Linked DNA regions of Triticum aestivum: region 1 is linked to region 2. Evidence: chromatin contacts called from public Hi-C data. All regions are on one chromosome and are shown on one strand. The core of a region is the stretch at or near the end of the contact, and the rest is flanking DNA. Distances in the headings are between cores, read along the strand shown. Region 1 holds the start of LOC123071056 (non-lysosomal glucosylceramidase). Region 2 holds the start of LOC123071051 (subtilisin-like protease SBT3.8).

What was found. Hi-C and Micro-C count contacts between places; a contact is called where the count stands out from the background.
Region 1: a contact with region 2 is called in a Hi-C map of leaf, with 7 times the contacts expected there. The contact joins the promoter of LOC123071056 here to the promoter of LOC123071051 in region 2. A contact is called at or near these places in 3 of 5 Hi-C or Micro-C datasets (all in leaf) and 1 of 1 datasets of contacts at active chromatin or transcription factors (leaf).

What each region holds. Positions count from the first base shown.
Region 1 is chr3B:582,166,169-582,170,424 of IWGSC CS RefSeq v2.1, forward strand. It overlaps LOC123071056 (non-lysosomal glucosylceramidase), which reads left to right and starts at 2,446. Exons shown (of 14, transcript XM_044494522.1): 1 at 2,446-2,740; 2 at 2,986-3,102; 3 at 3,258-3,314; 4 at 3,472-3,542; 5 at 3,668-3,767; 6 at 3,856-3,926; 7 at 4,058-4,158. The coding sequence starts at 2,711.
Region 2 is chr3B:582,004,904-582,008,810 of IWGSC CS RefSeq v2.1, forward strand. LOC123071051 (subtilisin-like protease SBT3.8) reads left to right here and starts at 2,308. Exons shown (of 10, transcript XM_044494516.1): 1 at 2,308-2,575; 2 at 2,670-2,761; 3 at 2,908-3,005; 4 at 3,634-3,795; 5 at 3,892-3,907. The coding sequence starts at 2,462. LOC123071055 (a long non-coding RNA gene) reads right to left here. Exons shown (of 5, transcript XR_006434113.1): 2 at 3,640-3,743; 3 at 2,441-2,684; 4 at 2,224-2,371; 5 at 1,610-2,007.

The DNA.
Region 1 (4,256 bases), core at 1,196-3,695, 160 kb after region 2:
CGGATAGATCCAGTAACCAAACGCTCCCTGGCCTCCGCCGAAGTTAGTAGCGACCACATACGGATCAACGCAGTGGCCCGAAAGATAACCTGCAAAAAATGAATATTTGTTGATCTATTAAAAACCAAATCATTCCTGCAGTTCCAAAGGGCCAACTATGTACTTTAGCATCAAGATGATGATAGCTACCTCGATGGCGTTTTTCTCCTCGACAGCATGTGTGCATTTTTGTGTGAGTTGCCAGGTTGCCTGAATGTGCCTTTGTTTTCGGGACGTGTTGTGACAATTTTTGCTCGGTTTTTCATTAATTAATTAACTAGGCAACTCTCTTCTTCTCTTCGAATGAATCGAGATTCACAGGGCCAACTTAAAAAAACAATTCGTGGCACAATTATCTGCCAGTAAATAACCAATCACAACAACACGAGTTGGAGGGATGGCGCTGATGGTGGAGCTTGATGGAACGCATGCATCTCACATGAAAGGACATACTTGCCCCAAAGAGGGTGTTTTGTTGGGAGTAATTAGAGCTAGAGCATAAGACTTGAAGGGGTACACGAATTTAAATCTATTGTTTAGTTAGGGGATCAGGAATTGAGAAGGGATTAGAAATGAGAATTCATATCCCAACTCCCACCATTTTATTTACATGTGACGGGGTGGGAGTTGGAAATGAATTGTTTTAGTAAGTCCATCTTAACTTTTCACCATAACTTACGTTATCTTCTGTTATCTAGCCCCGCATCAATTATGACAAACCAAACAAGGGAATTAAGTTTTGGCGCAAATCTCGACACATAATTTCTATCATGCGTCAATAAAACGACTCATCTCATGTCTAAACTCAATACAACTCCTTAATCTAAACTCACATTTTTCTTTCAATATTGCCAAACACACTGTTGGTGATTTTGGTGTTAATGACAACATGATTAGTGACGTCATTATGTGCTTGAGTATGTAAACAATGTATTGGATCATTCGAAGGCAAACAAGTATGGTGGAAGGCCCCCATTCATAAAGTGAAAAGAGACCCATCCCAATGATTTTTGACTTGTTTGGGTCATTAAGAAAGCCGTACTGTCATGCACTTTGGAGTAAGAGGTGGGAATCAACTCACTTACACACATACTCCCTCTGTCCATATCTAGACAAATCTAAGACAAGAATTTTAGGACGGAGGGAGTATGTTGCATCAGCAAAACTCATCCAGAGTCAAGAGAGCTATTATATAAATCCTCTGCTTTGTAGCTATTATTTGTACCCTGGAATCTCTACTCTCTAGGGCCTGGAACATCCGGCCAGCCTTCGGGTTGTCCCGAAGCTTGCAAATCCCAAGTTGCAACTCTCTAGGGCCTGGAACATCCGGACTACCTTTGGCCAGCCTCTGGGTTATTCAGAATTATGCAACTCCAGAGTTGTAGCTCTTTAAGAAGACTAGAGCTTGTCTAGAACCTCTGCAGCAACTCAGAGCCTCCGAGGCATGCAAACTGTATGTGTAACGGTTGGATTTTTGGGGCCACATATATAAGTCCACCTCTATCCCACGAGGAAGGTGACGACTTCATTCATCTCTCCTTTATTTTTTGGAGATCTCCGTCCCTAGCAAACCAATGTTGGCCAAACTTTAGGGGGAGATCCGGATCCACACTTTCACAAAAGCGAAAGTTGAATCCCCTTGAATCCTCAGTAGATCCTACTCAGAGATCCAAAGACGGTATCAAGCTTTACTCATAGTGCACCATTTTTGTAAGGATCTGTGTAACTTTTTTTGTTTTCAAATAACGCTCCAGTAAGGATTGCTGTACTTTTAGTATATGGCCTTTGCCCTTTTCACAAGAAAGAAACTTCGGACTTGGAAGTCAACAACTGGCTGCTACTAGTGGGCAGTGGCTGCCAAGCGCTAAACATGGAGGGAGAAAAAGCGACACTTTAACAGAAAATCATGTTTTGTACAATACTTTAGCTAGTCTATCCTATGGAGCCCTGTGCGCCAAGCCGCCAGCCAGTGGATTACAAAAATGTACAACATAGAACATACTCATTGTCAGACACCCCGGCTGCTATTTTGATTGTACAAGTCAAGAATCACCAATAGTGTGTGACACACTAGCACACATCATGGAGGGCTTCTAGTAATAACTACTCCCTCCGTCCCATAATGTAAGACGTTCTTTGACACTATGGGACAGATGGGACAGAGGGAGTAGTAACTTTTGTCCCTTCTCACATGATGTGGGAACCAGGTCCATTTTACAATCTGAAACTGCACACCCATATGGTTAATCATCCAAAAGATTTTTGTCAGTGAGGATTGTGATTGGGAGCATGAATAGTGAATTCATTATTCAACAGCTCCGACGACTGTGATGTGCCTATTTTTTTTTCCACGCACCTACAAACAGCCCAAAATATCTAATTTGACGCCACCCCATCCTTCTAGTCATCTTCATTTTCGTCAGCTCGGCCGGCTGCTTCTTCATTTTCTTCATCTTGTTCTCGAGTGAGTTATATAAACAGCAAACTTGAGTAACCCCTGAAAGAGCTGAGCATTTCAGGTTCAGGTGTTTTCTCTCCTCCTCTTGTGTAGGTGGTTCTCGGTGCATAGATGCTTGGTTTCTTTTAAGTTTGAGGAAAATTCCGTTATTCCAGTTGTTGATTTCATGTGTATTTATTCCAATGAAATTAACTCCTTCATCGGTTTCTGAAGATGGGAAGTTCAGAGCCAGAACGAGCAGAGGTATCTTCTGAAACATCAATTCCATTTCTTTGGCTCCCCCTTAATCTGGTGCAATTACTCGACTGAATGTACTTTTCAAGTGGAGCTCAATGTTCTTCTGCCTCTAGGATTTTCAACTTGTGATCAATTGTTTTCTTGGATGATTTTCTAATTAAGATGCCGCTGATTGTTTCAACCTGTTACTCCGTACATCTTATATGCTGTGAGCAAGTAAAACTGGTCTGACATGGTTGTTCTTACTTCAGGCACACTTGCTCGTCGACTGTGCTCAGCCACCAGCAAGAACTTGGCAGAGAAAATTCGATGATGAAGGCAAGAAGGTTGCTGCGTTTAGCATGACTATGAATGATCTCATGACAATGGTAAGTAAGCATATGAACAGGGACTGTGGCTTTTGGCTTTCACATTTAGAACCAAGAAAGCATGGCTATGAATGATGCCATGGCAATTGTAAGTAAGCATATGAACACTGACCATTGCTACATAAACACTGACCATGACCCTGGTTGTGCTGCAGGTGCCCTTTATCGCTAAAATGCTTCGACTATACGTCCAAGAAAGCGCGAAAGGCCAAGTGAGTCACTCTTCTGTCATTTAACATTCAGCTAATCTGTCAACGAGCATGCACCTGCTGTTGAAATTGTCGATGCAAATTACTCTGCCTAGTCAGTACTCAGTAATCAGTGAAATTGCTAAACAATCATTATCTTGTTTTTTTTTTTTTTGCCAAGGCTTCGGTCTATGATCCTTTCAGGAAGTGGATGGACAACTGCTACCGTGGGGTACCCCTCGGCGCACTAGGGCAAGTACTTCCGTTGTTTCTGGCCTTGGTTTTGCCCTGAAACTTGCCGGTTGTCACATTCATGCAGCTACCTGAACTTCAGATGACACTTCTATTCAAAGCACGTTCTCTTCTTCTTTTTTCAGTTCAGGAAGCATAGGGAGAAGCTACAGAGGGTACTTTCAGCATTTTCAAATATTCCCCAGGGTGTACGAAGAGAAGCCTATCCTAGCCAACCAGTTCTCTGTAATAAATTTACACTTTCTTCCTTGACATGCAATGCTCAATTAGCTGTGGAAAAACGTCTCATGTTTAACTGTATTTACTTGTCTAGGCATTCGTTTCGCGTCCCAGCGGGAAGAGCTACTCCACGGTGTTGTCCGCACCGAATGCCGATGTCCTGAAGTAAGCAGTGAAAGCATCACAAGCTCACCTGCATTTCATTCATCTGATTATGACAGCCAGAAATACCCTTTACTGGTTCTAAAGAAAAAGAAAAAGAAAAAAGAAATACCCTTTACTGTGCAAATTTGCAGGGGAATAGATAAAGCCGGTATCGGATCTTGGGACTGGAAACTGAAAGAGAAGAATTGCACCTACCATGGCTTGTTCCCAAGATCCTGGACTGTATATGATGGTACAATCCTGACTGACAGTACATCATTGCCAATTTACCTGACAGAGATGTTTGTCGCCAGGAACGATTAGTTTTGTCTGGCAGAACCTTCTAATTTA
Region 2 (3,907 bases), core at 1,058-3,557:
TTTGCTTACATGGTATTTTTGCCTATGTGGCGGAGAGAGTCATGGAAAAATGAGAAGAGTGGGCTCGCATGCAAGAGCCTAGCTATATGCTACTACAAGGTAAACACAATAAATGCAAAGAAATAAAGAGAGATGCTTAGAAAAAAGTATTAATCTAGACCACTTTATAGCTTGCCTTACTATATAAGTGGAGTAGTGTTGTGCACACGATGGATTTGTGCACGATTCAGACACGACAGGTCATCTAGATCATTGGATTGCCTAATTTCTTTAATATGTGTGGCTTCTAATCATGTCGTGCACAAATCGTCCATCAACATTGTGTGTACATCACTACCAATACGAGTGAGTATAGTAGATTACTAAAAATGATATGGCAGCTCCATATAGTCATCAGCTGGCTATACTATTAACCATGCTCTTAGCACACATGTGTCTACACAAGTCTAAAAGAGTAATGAACATAAGTTACATTTTTAACAAACCCATACTACTGTACAATATAACAACAAATAAAACAATTTTTTATAGTATGACCAATGGCTGGTTACGAACTTGACTTATCAATTTCTGAGTGCTTTCCTGACAAATGCGTCGTTGACTATACCAATACAAGATGCAGATATGAAACTCTATTTCTTTATTATTTATGCATGTAAGATGCATTTTTTGACTCTAAAGAACCAAGCTTTATCAAGAATTAATCTAATTATCTATTCTGCACAAAGTTGATATTGTCACGTTAAGCACTTCCTATTATGAATCTGTAACCATTAAACAGATATTGAACGAATCATGGTCAGAACTCATATTTACACTGCCAGAATACACTCAGTGATCCTCTAAAAAAAAGTTCAGCAAGTAGTACTATTTATGAACATTTTCAAGCAAAAGTGTACTTCTTCTCTTCCAAGAAATAAGGCCAACTCCACCGCACGACTCTAAATCGTCCGAGTCTGTCCGTTTGGGTCTAAACGGACAAATGAAGCGGCCCAACGCGCGACCCCGTCCGTAAAAAAGTCTGTTTCTGGTCCGGTTGCCCCATCTCGAGCGCAAATTTGATTCGGCTTTGGGGTCGAACGGACACCGAGCGGACGCTTTCTACGTCCTTCCCGACTGCTCTTGTCCGGCCTGGACCCACCTGTCACCCACTCACCTCCCATCGATCTCTCTCTCGTTTTTCTCTCTCTCCCCGCTCGCATGCCCAACAGCAGCTGCAGTCCCCGCCAACGTCGACGCGGGGCGACCAGGGCGCGGGCGCGGCCACCGCGGAGCGGCCAGGGCGCGGGTCGGCACTGCGGGAGGAGATCAGCGCCGAGGTCTCGATGCTCTTCCTCGCCGCCGGCAACGGGGACGTCGCGCTCGTCCCCGCGCTGCTCTCGTGAGTGCTTTCCTCCTCCCTCCTTTGCCCAGCGCGGCGACAAGATGCCACGGCAACCGCGCGTGCGCACCGGCGAGGCGAGAGCGCGAGCTCGCGGGCAGGTGAGGCGCAAGCGTGGGCGCGTGGTCGAGGCGGACCGTTTGGGGTCGGTCGGCGCGCTGGACGCCTTCACCTACATCCGGACATGCATGTCCGTTTTAGCATCCATTGCTTCCCCAAACAGACGTCCGTTTGAGGTCGCGCGGTGGAGTTGGCCTAAAAGATCAGCAGGCTGCACTGACGTCTGCACGATAACACTGGAAGAGCTGGCACTACGTATGGCATGGATGGTCGACGCGCTAGTCAAGTCAATCTTCTCTCCGGAAGAGATGGAAGAGAGATGCTCTCTCATCAGGAAGTCAATGTTCTCCGGATCGCTCACAGCCACGGGTGATGGACCCGTACAATCATATGCAGCGGCCAGGAAAAGGAAAGGCATACAAAACCCGCCGCCGATTGAGAACCACCACACCTTCAACACGCGCACGAGACCATCCGGAGGGCCCTTGATTTGATTCCCTGTCTGAACGGAGCCCTGCCCTGTTATTGCCTACAGCAACCGGCAGCATCTTCAGCAATTTCGTTGCCTGCACGCCACACGTTTTTGCTTTTATTACTCCCTCCGTTCCATTGTACTAAATCAGCAACAACTAATATGGAACGGTTGTACTAAATCAACTACAAAACGGAGTGAGCACTTCTCGTAGGGAAGATGATAGGATATATTTATTTATCTGCATAACAAGCGAATGAACAAATTGAAAAACCATGCTTCAGGAGAGGGAAAATAAGTGCAACATTACAGGTTTGAAATGGGAGAATACTGGAGCAGGGGGGAACGCAACGCGTTTCAGCTGAGCTAGTTCCAGGGAAACTTCAGGGAGGAAATTGGCGTCGATAGCCGAAAGATTGGATTCATGCCAACTGAGCCTGTATCTTTGACCTTCCTTTCTGCACATGGACAATCAATTAGCCATCATCATACAAGACAGAGACTAACAGGCCTATAAATACCATTACCTGTTGTTGGATCATATCAGCATGTGCTTCCACACCAACATGGATTTCCACTCTTCCCCTCGGCGTTTTTCAGCTTACCTCCTACTCTGCTTATGCCTTATGATAAGCATAAGCAGAGGGTATGGGTCTCAAAAGGTATGGCTGATGCATCACCCTACATTTTACTGTATCTCATAGTGTTGATTCTGTTCGATGCTAAGTTGTGTTTTCTGTCCCTCTCCACGCGTAGCTGTACATCGTTTACCTGGGAGAGAAGAAACATGAGGACCCTTCTCTGGTAACAGCTTCGCACCATGACATGCTCAGCGCCATTCTTGGAAGGTAAACCTAAGAACAAGTTTGCTAGCTTTCCAAGTTTGGTTCTGATCTTCTGAAGGGCATATAATTTTGAAGGAACGAGTATGTCGTTCGACAGTTCCGAGTAAGGCTGCCATTTTTTTTTCTCATCACTTGCTGACTTGTTTCAGCAAGGAAGATGCGTTGGCCTCCATCACTTATAGCTACAAGCATGGCTTCTCAGGCTTCGCGGCGATGCTAACAGATGACCAAGCACAAGATCTTGCAGGTGGGCCAAGTTTGCTACAAAAATTGCTTCGCTAATTCTCTGTTGATCTAACACTATCATGTTAAGATAACCGAATTGGGGAATTCAATCCTGATGCATGATCCTTTCTTCCGAAGAAAGAAACGTATTTGGTAATTATTATTTGCTCATTAGTTAAGCTGTTTAGCTTTCTAATCATCGATATGAGTTCGTGGGCGGGCAGTCATATGGTTCTTATTCCCTTTTTGTGGAAACCTACTCCGGATCAATGTATGGTCTCTTTTCTGCAATACAACTTATTTGTAGTTGTACGCTCATTTTAGTATGAAGCTGCACATCTGCAGTAGCCTTACGATCCTGCCTGATTATTATTTCAATTTTTCCTATTTCTTAGGTGACTGAAAAATAACTACTTTTAAGTCAATGCTGAGAATTGTCCAATCAAACTTCAGAATTCGTGAAAGGGTAAAATAAGGGGCGAGAAAATTTTGATCTTGGGACTATCAGTAGTTAACTGAGAAGCAGACAATTTCTTTCTCGGGTTATGAGGATCCTTTCTTTTTGTTACTCTGTGGTTATACACCACATAGATAACTAACTGGCGGCTTCTTATTTAGAATTTTCTCATGTATCTATTTGACATGTTCAGAGCTACCTGAAGTTATCAGCGTTACTCCAAATCAGCACCATGACTTGATGACCACAAGAAGCTGGGATTTCCTTGGCATGAACCTGGACCATCAGCCACCTAGTAAACTTCTGCAGAGGAGCAAATATGGAGAAGATGTAATTATCGGGATATTTGACACTGGTCAGTCCTTCATTGCTAACAAGTTAAATTAGAAAGAAAAAAAAAATCTTCACCAAGCAAATTCCTGCTAAAACACTGCAAATGCAATTGATGCAGGGATCTGGCCTGAATC